Regions from separate parts of the Mus musculus genome. Here all the other regions are linked to region 4. The links are chromatin contacts, called in public ChIA-PET and Hi-C maps. All regions are on one chromosome and are shown on one strand. The core of a region is the stretch at or near the end of the contact, and the rest is flanking DNA. Distances in the headings are between cores, read along the strand shown.

Region 1 (2,700 bases), core at 121-2,620, 220 kb before region 4:
AGAAAGACTGAGGGGAGGGCACACCAGCCTCTAAACCTTAGGAATGGAGTTAAGATGATGAAGAGTTCAAGACCAACCTGAGCTACAAGAAACCCAGTCTTAAATCAGAAAAGGCAAAGGAAGAAAGCAAATTGCCATTTGTAACTTCTTTCTCCATTTGATTAGCTGCTCCTAAGGAGCCATGCACACAATCCAGAGTCCTCCGAACAACAGCATCTCGCCAGGGCTGGTTCACAGCTCCAGTGCCTGAAACCATAGGCCACAGAGGCTGTTTAAATAAATATGTTGGGGATCAAAGGCTCTTCTGGTGATGATATTATGGGATGTTCTTCTGGTCTTTCATCAGTAAGCTCACCACCAGCTCTCAATCTGCATGCTTCTCGGCAAAGGCAACCATGCGCCATGAAGCCAAGCACAGACACAGCAATGTGTACACCAGGAGCAGTCGACACTTTCTGGCTAGGACCTCTGTGACTGCAATGTGTACACCAGGAGCAGTCGACACTTTCTGGCTAGAACCTCTGTGCCTGCTTCTCCAGGTGTTTGCAGCTGCCAGAAAGGCAGGCTATACTTAGAGCAAGGATCATGTAATGGTGGTTCGTCACACTAATCAGTGAGGACTGGATTACGACACCAGCTGCCTGCCTGTCCCATGTGCTTGATGAAATTTACATGGAGCAGAGCTGGGCCAGTAGCCAAGCTGCACCTGCTCACTCCCTGCTGCATACAAAGGCTTGGACTTCAGTCTTTTCAGCAGTTCCCTTTGGAGATAACAATGATCAAAACCATACATACATAGCGCCTGGTAAACCTAAGGCGGCCCACAAACAGACTCCAAGGCACGTCAGCCATCAGCCCTACCCTTAAGGACTAAAGAGCAAGCTAGAGAAAATACTTTCAATTTGCTCATTTGAAAACATTTAGTAAAAGTTGTGTCCATTTTTAGAATAAAGACTACTTTCTGCCTTGGTCTCTTGCAGGGTCCTCTGCTAGTAGGGACAAACTCTTGCACATTCAAGAGAATTGGCAATTCTCCCAGCAAATTGTGTCCTGTGTTATCTGTGGGTGTGTCGCCAGGTCAGCCTCCCTGAGCACCGGAGACGGCACACTAACAAGAGCCACGCTCCCTTCCTCAAGCCCCTCCACATCCCCAGTTCATCCCACAGCCAAAGCAATTCCTCACCCACACCTGCTTGGTGCAGAACTCAGCCAGAAAAGACCAAGGGCCTCGTAAAGCCGAAACTTCAAATGAGTGACCTGGAACAAAGGGAGGTGGCCGAGCAAATCACTTCCTAGACACAAGGCAGAGAGCCGCCTGCAGCCATCAGACACGGCTGGGCACGCCTCCTCAGGCTCCAGTCAGATTATTGCAGATCCTGGGCCAGCAAGAGCAAGACTAGCTCAATCAGCTCCCACTCAGTGCCAGCATGTACACGCCTGTCTCCAAACACACATTCTGCTGCTGGTCACCAGGAAGAAAGAACACTGCCTGCAAGAAAGCCTCTGCCCCAGTCTTCCTCAGAGCTTCTAGGCTGAAACAGTCTTCAATATAAGTTCAGTCAAAAATATTCTGAAGATGTAGGCTTTGATGGCACACGCCTTTATTCCCCTCCTTCCAGAGGCAGAATCAGTGGATCTCTGAGTATGAGGCCAGCCTGATCTACAAAGTTTTAGGACAGCCAGGATTGTTAGAAAGAGAAACTCTGTCTCAAAAAATCTTCTGACAAAGGATGGATGGGCAGTGGGGAGGGTGGGATACCATAGGACTGTTCCTGTCTGGGAACTGTACCATGGGATGACTGAAATACTCTGTCACTACCACAGACATTTTTTTTCCAGACAAGAGTCTCATTATGTAGCTCTGGCTGTCCTGGAGCTCAGATAAATAGACTAGTTTGGCCTTGAACTCAGAGACCCAGTTGCCTGAGTCCCAAGTGCTGGAACTCAGTACCAGGAAGGTAGGGGCAAGAGGACTATCACAAGTTCAAGGCCAGCCTGGGCTACAATAGCAAGATTGTACACCCCACTCACCCAAAAAAAGTTACAATTGAAAATGCTGTATGAACTTTGAAAAACTAAGTGTGTGTTTACATGAACGCATGAATGTACCGCTGCCGGAACAACGTGAAGATGAGAGGACACCTTGTTAGACCTAGTTCTCCCCAACACCATGTGACTACGGATAATGAACTCCAGTCCTCAGGCTTGGGAGCAAGCACTGTTACTCACACACAGGGCTGGAGACACGGCTCAGTGGTGAAGAGCACTTGCTGCTCCTTCAGAGGATCCTGGTTCAATACCAAGCACCCACTTTGTAGCTAACACACTCTGTGTCTCTGTGTGTGTGTGTGTGTGTGTGTGTGTGTGTGTGTGTGTGTTTTACTACACAGATTCAGGCAAAATACCCATACACATTAGAAAACATAAGAACTGAAACTACAAGCTGGGCATTGTGCTGCATGTCTGTAAGCTCAATACACGAGAAGCAGAGACAGAAGGAGCAGGAGTTTTAAAAGGCCAGCCTCTGTTACATATCGAGTTCAAGATTATTAACCAGGGCCACATGAGACCCTGCCTGCTCTCAGGTACAGGGAAATTTAGATCAACTAAAGCAAAAGGAAACATCTAGTCAGACATGGGAGTTGATGTCTGTAGTCGCAGTACTCAAAAGGCTATGGTAGGGGGACTGTCAGGAGTTTG
Region 2 (2,708 bases), core at 5-2,504, 240 kb before region 4:
AGGGGTAAGGAATAAAACCGCTATATAAGACTGTGATGTACCAAACACACTGAATCCTGTCTTCAGCTCACTTAGTGCCCTTACTTCCAAAAAGACCACCCTGATGTGGTGACATATACCCATGGGAGGATCAGGAGTTCACTGCCATCCTTAGCTACTTGGTGAGTTCAAGGCCAGCCTGGGCTAAATAAGCTTTTGTATCAATATCCCTCTCACTGCCAAAAAGGAAAAACTACTACTGATGCAGGGTATCTGATCACACCATAAACCCTGACTGTGTTATTTACTGCAAAAACCTATCTGTTGTGGTATGGCCTAGCCCTTAGTACACACCCTTCCTCCCAAACAAGGAAGATAAAGTCACTTTGTAGAAGAAAGCACCTGTGTTTGAAAGTGGTGTCTCATTGTGTGGCAGACAAAGTGATGATTTAGAGAAAGATTTGACAGAATAGGATATGCCCAACTCTCACGAAAACAGAAGAGGAGAGAGAGGCTACATAAGATCCAACAGTTCAGAGAGGAGGCAGTTTTACTGGGACAGTTATGCAGAGATGGTGCAGAGAGAGAACAAGCTAGACACAGGTGAAAACAGAATGAGCTAGAGAATGGGAAGGAGCCAGAAGATTAGAACAGATTACCAAAGTTAGTATGAGACCAAACAGAGCAATTCAGTGAGAAGCTGAAAGAAGCTAGCTTGAATTAGTTAACCTGTAGAGTTGCTTTGGGTCAGAACAGCTGAGTTGAATGCAGCCAGTCAAAGTTCAGAAAGATCTAGAAAGGGTGAGCTTATTCAGGAGTAAGTCTCAGAGGCTGAAAACATCTAGGCCTAGAGTAGATTGTACTGAGGCTAAGCTTCCAGGACTAAACTGAAATTAGCAGATGGAGGCAGTAAGCCTCTGAGACAATTACTTCAGGCAAATAAAAGTTACTTTTATATACTAACACTATATTAATATAATACTTGAATGAGCACCACTCCCATGGGCTCATTATCTGAATACCTGGTCCCCAGCTGCTGGAAGCATGGGAGCAGCATCAGGAGTGTGGCCTTGCTGGAGGAAGTATGTCACGGGTTGGGTGGAAATTTGAGGTTTCAAAACACTAATTCCCAGTGCACTTGTTCTATGATCCGTGTGTGTGTGTGTGTGTGGGGGGGGGGGGGGGAGGGGCATTGGCATGCTCCCTCCTTCCTCTCTCTCTGCTTCATGAGTGTGGATCAAGATGTAATAAGCTCCCAGCTGAAGGAGTGTAAATACAGGAACCACGCTGGCCACACCCTTATCGTCCAAGCACAGCGGAGGGAGGGTCAGTACTCAAAGTCAACCCTGACTGACTCACAGTCAAGTTCCAGGCAACAGATGACCCTCTGAAAGGCGGACACCACTGACAACACAGCTTCTCTACCAGGAGAGCATTAGAAGAAAGGGACCCACAGCAGTGATGGAATGGGGATGTGCCACCAGATCCACGGGCTGCAGGGACAGCAGGAAGAAACAGTAGCTGACACTCAGCTGACAAGTCCCAGAGTCGCTCTGCAGTCAGGAACACAAATGGCAACAGAGAAACCCCAGGCTCAGACACACTGCTGTGGTTGTGTAACCTGCAGGTTCTGTAGAGGAGGTATTAAGGTTTTCTATTAATACTAGCATTTTCTTTTAACTGTCTTGTCGTTTCAGTAACGGGAGTAGACCTCTCCTCCCACCATGTGAGTCCTGTGGGTTCAATCAGGCGCTCCAGCTTGGTGGCTAGTGGAAGCACCTTTACCTGCAGAGCCAGCCAGCCAGCCAGCCAGGCCGAGGTCAAAAACTGGAACAGCTAGGCATGGTGGCACACACTTTTAATGCAGCCCTTAGAGGCAGGTAAATCTGTGTGAGTTTGAGGTCAGCTTAGGCTACATATTGAGTTCTAAGCCAGACAGACACATGAAGAGACCCTATCTCAAAACATAACTACAACAATAACCACCCCACCTAAAACAACGAAACAATAATTGACACAGGCAGGAGGATCTGTTGAGAAGGGAGGGACTTTCTAGGGTCTTTCCTGTGACAGGCTCGCTCTCACTCTAAGCCCTGACCACACTACAGCCCAAAGGGCTTGAGGCTTGGCAGCCATCCCTTCTCCATGCTGCTTGGACTCCTTATCTAGTTACAGCTCCTGTGGAGGCACTAAGTGCTCTGTGGGTACTAGGCTCCACCACTCAGGTCTCCCTAAGGCTCACCCTAGGCAACGGACCGGACCTACTTTGAGAAGTCCATTTTCTCACCCGGGGCCACAAAGTTGATCTCCACTGGCTTCTGAAACTACTAGGAAGCAGCCAGCCCAGCCAGATCAATCCCAGGGTCCCATCCTGACCTGGCACAGCCACAGTCCCGGCTCCTATGGAGGAAGATGGGAGCCTGCCCCACCCTGTAACCTAAGCAGGCTGCAGCAAGCAAGATACCAGCAGAAGCTAGGAGTTCTTCCTTCCTTACCACATCACCACACTGAGCTGTCCTGACCCCACAGCTGTGCCTTGCACCAAGTGGAAAATAAACTCCCAGTGCTGCCCTCCACCATAGAAACTGGTACAGTGTACTAGGAGTGGGTCTGCCCTACAGTGCGCGCCATTGACCAGCCGCACAGTGACATGGCACTATGCCAAAAGAACCATATCGCATCATTTATGCATGTTTTAAACTCATTTTAACTTCACTTACTGTTTCTAT
Region 3 (2,922 bases), core at 141-2,640, 160 kb before region 4:
CACATCCTGGTCTATCTACATAGCAATCCCTGGGCCATCTAGGGCTATATCTGGATACCTTGTCTCAATCTCAACCAAGAGTAAACTTTTTTTTGGTGGTTTTTCGAGACAGGGGTTCTCTTTGTAGCCCTGGCTGTCCTGGAACTCACTTTGTAGACCAGGCTGGCCTCAAACTCAGAAATCCGCCTGCCTTTGCCTCCAGAGTGCTGGGATTAAAGGCTTGCGCCACCACGCTGGGCTCCAAGAGTAAACTTAAAAGACCTGGGGACTGGAGAGATGGCTCCCTGCTAAGTGCTGCTCTAGAGGGCTTAGGTGCAGTGCTCAGCACCCACACCAAGTGGCTCACAACTACTTGTAACTCCAGTGCCAAAGAATCTGACAGCTTCTGGTCTCTGTGGGCACATGACATTCACACTCACATAGGAATGCACAGATAAATAAAAACACTCCGTCTTTGGGGGGCGGTGCGTCTGAGTGGAGTACTTACCTCATTTGCTTGATGTAATTAATTCCTACTCCCGCCAAACTTACCAAGAAAGCAAAACCACACGAAATAGCGAGAATTAAAGACATTGGCTCTCATTTCCATTGCTCCCTTTTCAAAAGGCAGTTAAGTATATTGAGTCATGTACTAATGATCAATAGACATTTAAATTTCCTAAAGGGGGCTTTAAGCAAAGTATGTTGGTTAGGTTTGCTGTGGTTGTTCGGCGTTTTGACCTCAGCAGTTTGTCAGAATGGTGCATTGGGAAATGAGATCCTGCACTGAGCCATTGTCATGCATGGAAACAGGATTCAGCCCTTGCCCCAGTTTTGTAGCTTTGGTCAGATGGTATCTGAGTATCTCCTGGATACAGTGAAGAGTGGAAGGAGCCTCCATCTGTGTTTAATGGAGTGGCCCAAGGCTTGGCGAGCACTTTATCACGGAGGCCTTATGTATTTAGCAGCTTAATAACTGCAGATATTTTTCTTGAAACTGGAAGCATTAAAGGTTAGATTTCTTGGGTCTTTTTTTTTTTTTGTGGTTTTTCGAGACAGCGTTTCTCTGTATAGCCCTGGCTGTCATGGAACTCACTTTGTAGACCAGGCTGGCCTCGAACTCAGAAGAGACAAGGTCTCTTAATGTAACCCTGTCTTGGTAGTCCCCATGTAGACAGGGTTGGTCTCAAGGTCCTATATTTGCTTGCCTCTGGCTCTGGAGAGTTCGGAGTAAAGGCGAATGCCACCATCTACCTTCTGGAAGAGTGAGCCCCGCCTCTGAGCGTGTAAGCCCCGCCCCGCGCAGTTGCCCCGCCCCCTATGCCTCTGAGCTCCCGCCGCCCCGCCCCTCATCCCTTGCGCCTGTGCCGCCGCGCGCGTCCCCGCCCCTCGCCGTGCGCTCTCGCCACGGGGATCCCGGAGGGTGGCGTGCGGTCTGGGTTCTGCTCCGCGGGATCCTGCGGCGCCGCACGGGCGGGTGGGAACGCGGCGGAACTCCTGGCGCTGAGTTAGGGGCGACAGAGAGCCATGGCGGCCACTGTGGCTACGGCAGCCGGTGCCCGCGCCGCGGCGAGGTGAGAGGACGCCTCTTTTCCACAACTGAGGAGGCCACGGCTGCCCGTCTGCCTGCATTCCACGCGGGCCCGGGCTGCAGCATGGCCGGGATCATTAAGAAGCAGATCTTGAAGCATCTGTCCCGGTGAGAGCGCCACCCCGCGTACTCGGTCCTTTTCCGAGCCCTCCGACCTCCCTCCGGCCGCTCTGGGCGAGCGGCTCCCTGCAGGCGCGATTCAACTCTTGCGGGCCGTTGTCGGCGCTGCATTACTCCCTCGCCCGGGCCACCTTCCTCCCCACCCCCGTCGCCGCCTCCTTCCTCGGCGCGGGTCACCCAGCCCTTTCCTGGCCGTACCTTCCAGACCCGCACGGAACCTGGCAGGCCAGCCCTGGAGGCCTCTTCCCGCCTGCCGAGCCGCCCAGCGCCGGTTCATTTCTGGCTTTGCCGCTCCGTGCTGGATTACCCAGGTCCCCTTCGATTGCAGCGCCGACGCCGGCTTTCTCCTTCTGTGAGGCGAGCTCCTCCTCTTCTGTCTGACCCTGTTGCATCACTCTTGAAAAGATATAAACCCTTCACCCGAGGCTGGTCGTCCTTTCGGACCTCCCTCCTTTCTGGGTCCGCTTTCTTCTCCGTACACAGACGGATTGGAGAAAGGTCAGCGGAGGTGGGGGATAAAGTTTCAGCAGCCTTCCCTTTAAGATGCCATGGAGGTTTGTTTGACAGCCAGTGTCCACTTGTGCTTTGTGGCCTCCTGTTAAGCTGTCCTGTCGCTCTGTATTTGGGGCATGACGGGTTAGCTGGCAAGACACTTTTCAGCTATATCTGAAGGACTCCTGGTCTCTGCGTGATGATGCAGCTTGTTAGAATGGGTGGCTGCGAAAATTGGGAGCTAGCTTTGCAGTTGGTTTTCGCTGCTTATTCTAGCTTGGTGATGGTTGTTAATTTAGGTTGTCTCAGAGGCTCTAGTGATCCAGAGTTTGGCAGCACAGTGACTAGTGGTTTTCAAGAGGTGTGTGTGAGTGTTGCCAGTCAACATGGAACACCAGGGCTTGTGTGAGCCTCTGTCCCTGACGTGGTGTCCCCCGTTGCCTGGCTGACATTGGCTTATGTGATCTTAGACATTTATTAGCTAGATTCAGATACCTTGTTTGATTAACTGTTATGTGCATGACTGAAGGGCCGGCTCCTGGAGTCTGGGCACTTCCTCTTCAACGTTTATCTCTTTCAAACTAGATAGTAGTAGTAGATACGTCAAAGACTATCTAGGCTGCTGTGGTGCACACACCCCCGAGGTCCTAGCATTTGGAGGCTGAGGTAGGAGGAGTGGGGTTTTAAGGCCAGCCTACAGTAGAGTTCCCAGCCAACTTGGACCATGTGGTGAGACAGTG
Region 4 (2,700 bases), core at 179-2,678:
TGCAGCCTACCTTCCACTGAGAAGCCTAAAATTCACTGTTTGCATAAGTAAATGCTGGCTCATTTTGTGTGTGTCATTTGGTAGCCCATGCTGGCCTTGAACTCATAATAGTCCTCTTGCCCCAGGCTGTGACATCGCCACTGTACCCAGGATTAGTGTCATTATCGAGTCTTCTTCAGTCAAGTGTGAGATCTTCCTCAAGCAGGGACCTCATTTGTGTCACCCCTAAGCAAATGTGATGCTTTGTGCTGGAGCAGAGAAGATGTTCTAGCAAACTCCCCTTTGCTGGCAATACTTGGGTGTTCTGTGTGCTGGGGTAGGGGTGGGGAGCAGAAAAGCTTTTCCCACCTCCAGCCACAGGAAAGGCTCCAGGGCTCTGTCCTGCCAAAGCAGCAGTTTCAGTGATGGGCTCCATACCTCAGTCTCCTTAGATAGCCCCCAGCCTGTCTCCTGCACACAGTCATGCATGCAGCAGCAAAAGCGATGGATGCCAGAACTAAATGCTTTGTACACCACAGTGTCTGTAAACCAAGCCTCCCATGCCAAGCAAGACCCAAGGATACTAAAGCCTCTTGCACAAGATGGTGGAGCCGCTGACAACCTCTTCAGGCACTCCTGCATGCTTCACGGTGTCTCTGGAGTACTAGGTGCCTAATGAAGCCATTTGACTCTGTGGTGTAGACAGTGAGAACAGGCGGTACATGTAGACCATGGGTGTCAGCTGTTTTGTTAGTTTATTTTCCTGTTTTTCAACACAGGCTCTCACTGTGTAGCCTTGGCTGTCCTGGAATTGACTCTGTAGACCAGGCTGGCCTCAAACTCAGATCCGCCTGCTTGCTTCCCGGGTGCTTGGTGGTGTGTTTGCTTTCCCTAACTTTTCACTGTGTTTCACAATTGCTTGAAACTCAGATGTGGAGGCTGACTGTAAGAACAAAAATAACTGCCTGGTCAGGTTGTGGTTCGAGGTACAGAAGTCTGTGAGGTCAGCTAGTTCCCCCACGTGCCTACTTTTGAATGGGATTGGAGATTATGGAAGAGAAAACCACAGAAGGCTGCCTGTCTACTTAGCAAAAACACGCAAGCCAGGAAACACTTGGCTGAAGGCTTAAGTGATAAATTTGTGTTTTGTAATCAGCTTTCATAAATATTAAAGAAGTGGGAGATGGTGGAAAGCAGTGATGTGCTCTGTATGCGTGCTCAGCTCCACACTTGCTCAGCAATGTCCACGTGGAGAGTGCCGTGCTCTCAGTCTCAAATGGTGGCTGAGGGACCCTCGGCTGAGCCCCTTCCTGAGAGGGGAAGAGGCGGCAGGCAGAGCACCCTGTCAGGCCAAGCCCTGAGCTTCCCCTTCCCCGCACTGCTCCTTAGAGCCAGCATGACGTCATCAAGAAGAGAGGTGATTGGTGCAGCTCCACAGAGGCATTGGCTTCCCTCGCCACCTAGAGGTGGGTGCAGACAAGGAGGTCTGCCCTTTACCCGGAACCCTCAGCTTGCCACGATCTGCAGTGTGCATTGTCCCTTGGTATGTACACTGGCGTGCTTGATCCTGGGCACTCCCACTCTAAACAAGAATGTGGCTCTCCCACCTCTGGGGACAGCTCGGAGCTTGGAATGTCTATTTAAGTTGCTTCCTGGCTCACACTGGAGTAGAAGCCTTACCCTCTGAGTTTCCATTGGTTTTAGGTTTGAAGCATTGTCCTGGCAGCTCTGCCTTCCGGGCTTTGTGTCAGATCCAGGGGCTCTCAGTATCTGCCATTTACCTGCAACTTGTAAGTCCTGGCTCCTCAGTCTGTGGTCAGACCAGTCAGCCTCCTGCTGCCTTCCTGGGCTATCATGGCAGCATGCCGGGGAAGCAGAGAGCTGGACCCCGCACCGTTGGGCTTCCTTGAGCTGCAGGCGTCTCCTCCTGCCCCCAGCCCGGCTTCCCTGCTGTCCTCACAGCAAGCAAGGGGCCAGTGAGCCCAGTGGGTACAGCACACACAACGGGGCAGATTCTGTGGTGCTGTATTTGCCAGCTGTGTGTGTGTGCGTGTGTATGCATGAGAGAGAGAGGGAGGGAGGGAGGGAGGGAGGGAGAGAGAGGGGGGAGAGAGAGAGAGAATGACACTACTACATGAACAAACATGAGCACTAAGGCATGCACCTCACTATGTAGTTGTCCTAGAAATCAACACATAGACCAAGGTGGCATCAAACTCACCAAGATCCACTGCCCTGCCTCCCAAATCCTGGGGTTAAAGATCTGCACCACCATGTTTTGGTTTATTTTGGTTTTTGAGATGTATGTGTATGGATGTTTTCTGCATGTATGTGTGTACTGAATGCATGCCTCATGCCCATGGCGTCCTAAAGAGGTCATCAGATCCCCTGAATTAGAGTTACAGATTGTCAACCAACACTTAGGAACTGGGGATTGAACCCAGGTCTCCTGGTCTTCTGAACGAGCAGTGCAGTCAGTGTTCTTGACCTCTGAGCCATTGCTCCAGCTCCCCAACATTTAAAAAAAAAAGAAAAAAAAAAAAGCTTTGGTGATGCATGACAGGTAGTGAAAGTTAATGTGTAGCTGATAAAAATGTGCTCTTTATCCCAGAGCTGAGAGTCATGGAAACATATTCTCTGAATTGGGGGAGGGGGTACCTGAAGGTTTCCCTATGCAGCACAGACTGGCCTCAGATGCAGCAGCAGAGTTAGAGGGGTGCA

The links. Hi-C and Micro-C count contacts between places; a contact is called where the count stands out from the background. ChIA-PET counts read pairs in DNA pulled down with a chosen protein or histone mark.
Region 1: a contact with region 4 is called in a Hi-C map of liver, with 1.5 times the contacts expected there. The contact joins two enhancer-like sites. A contact is called at or near these places in 1 of 484 Hi-C or Micro-C datasets (liver), 1 of 115 datasets of contacts at active chromatin or transcription factors (memory CD8 T cells) and 1 of 9 other capture datasets (pancreatic islet).
Region 2: an RNA polymerase II ChIA-PET map of memory CD8 T cells shows a contact between it and region 4, with 18 read pairs. The contact joins two enhancer-like sites. A contact is called at or near these places in 1 of 39 promoter capture datasets (stem cell-derived epiblast-like cells), 2 of 115 datasets of contacts at active chromatin or transcription factors (memory CD8 T cells and pancreatic cancer cells) and 1 of 9 other capture datasets (pancreatic islet).
Region 3: an RNA polymerase II ChIA-PET map of memory CD8 T cells shows a contact between it and region 4, with 36 read pairs. The contact joins the promoter of Uhrf1bp1 here to the enhancer-like site in region 4. A contact is called at or near these places in 1 of 484 Hi-C or Micro-C datasets (CD8 T cells), 13 of 115 datasets of contacts at active chromatin or transcription factors (the 230-238 cell line, the HPC-7 cell line, bone marrow-derived macrophages and 6 more) and 2 of 9 other capture datasets (adipose tissue and pancreatic islet).

What each region holds. Positions count from the first base shown.
Region 1 is chr17:27,796,356-27,799,055 of GRCm38.p6, forward strand. The region is part of intron 1 of Ilrun (inflammation and lipid regulator with UBA-like and NBR1-like domains); the gene reads right to left. Among named protein-coding and RNA genes, the nearest start is that of Ilrun, 23 kb to the right of the region's middle. Within about 2 kb of position 1,371, at least 164 of the 459 cell types and tissues checked have an H3K27ac peak or open chromatin away from gene starts, as enhancers often do. A contact at or near this core is called in liver, where this site is marked.
Region 2 is chr17:27,776,722-27,779,429 of GRCm38.p6, forward strand. All of the region lies in intron 3 of Ilrun (inflammation and lipid regulator with UBA-like and NBR1-like domains), which reads right to left. Among named protein-coding and RNA genes, the nearest start is that of Ilrun, 42 kb to the right of the region's middle. Within about 2 kb of position 1,255, at least 55 of the 459 cell types and tissues checked have an H3K27ac peak or open chromatin away from gene starts, as enhancers often do. A contact at or near this core is called in memory CD8 T cells, where this site is marked.
Region 3 is chr17:27,855,117-27,858,038 of GRCm38.p6, forward strand. Uhrf1bp1 (UHRF1 (ICBP90) binding protein 1) reads left to right here and starts at 1,391. Exons shown (of 21, transcript NM_001080769.1): 1 at 1,391-1,678. The coding sequence starts at 1,635.
Region 4 is chr17:28,012,028-28,014,727 of GRCm38.p6, forward strand. The region is part of intron 12 of Anks1 (ankyrin repeat and SAM domain containing 1); the gene reads left to right. Among named protein-coding and RNA genes, the nearest start is that of Gm35290, 6.1 kb to the left of the region's middle. Within about 2 kb of position 1,429, at least 181 of the 459 cell types and tissues checked have an H3K27ac peak or open chromatin away from gene starts, as enhancers often do. A contact at or near this core is called in CD8 T cells, the HPC-7 cell line, adipose tissue and 5 more, where this site is marked.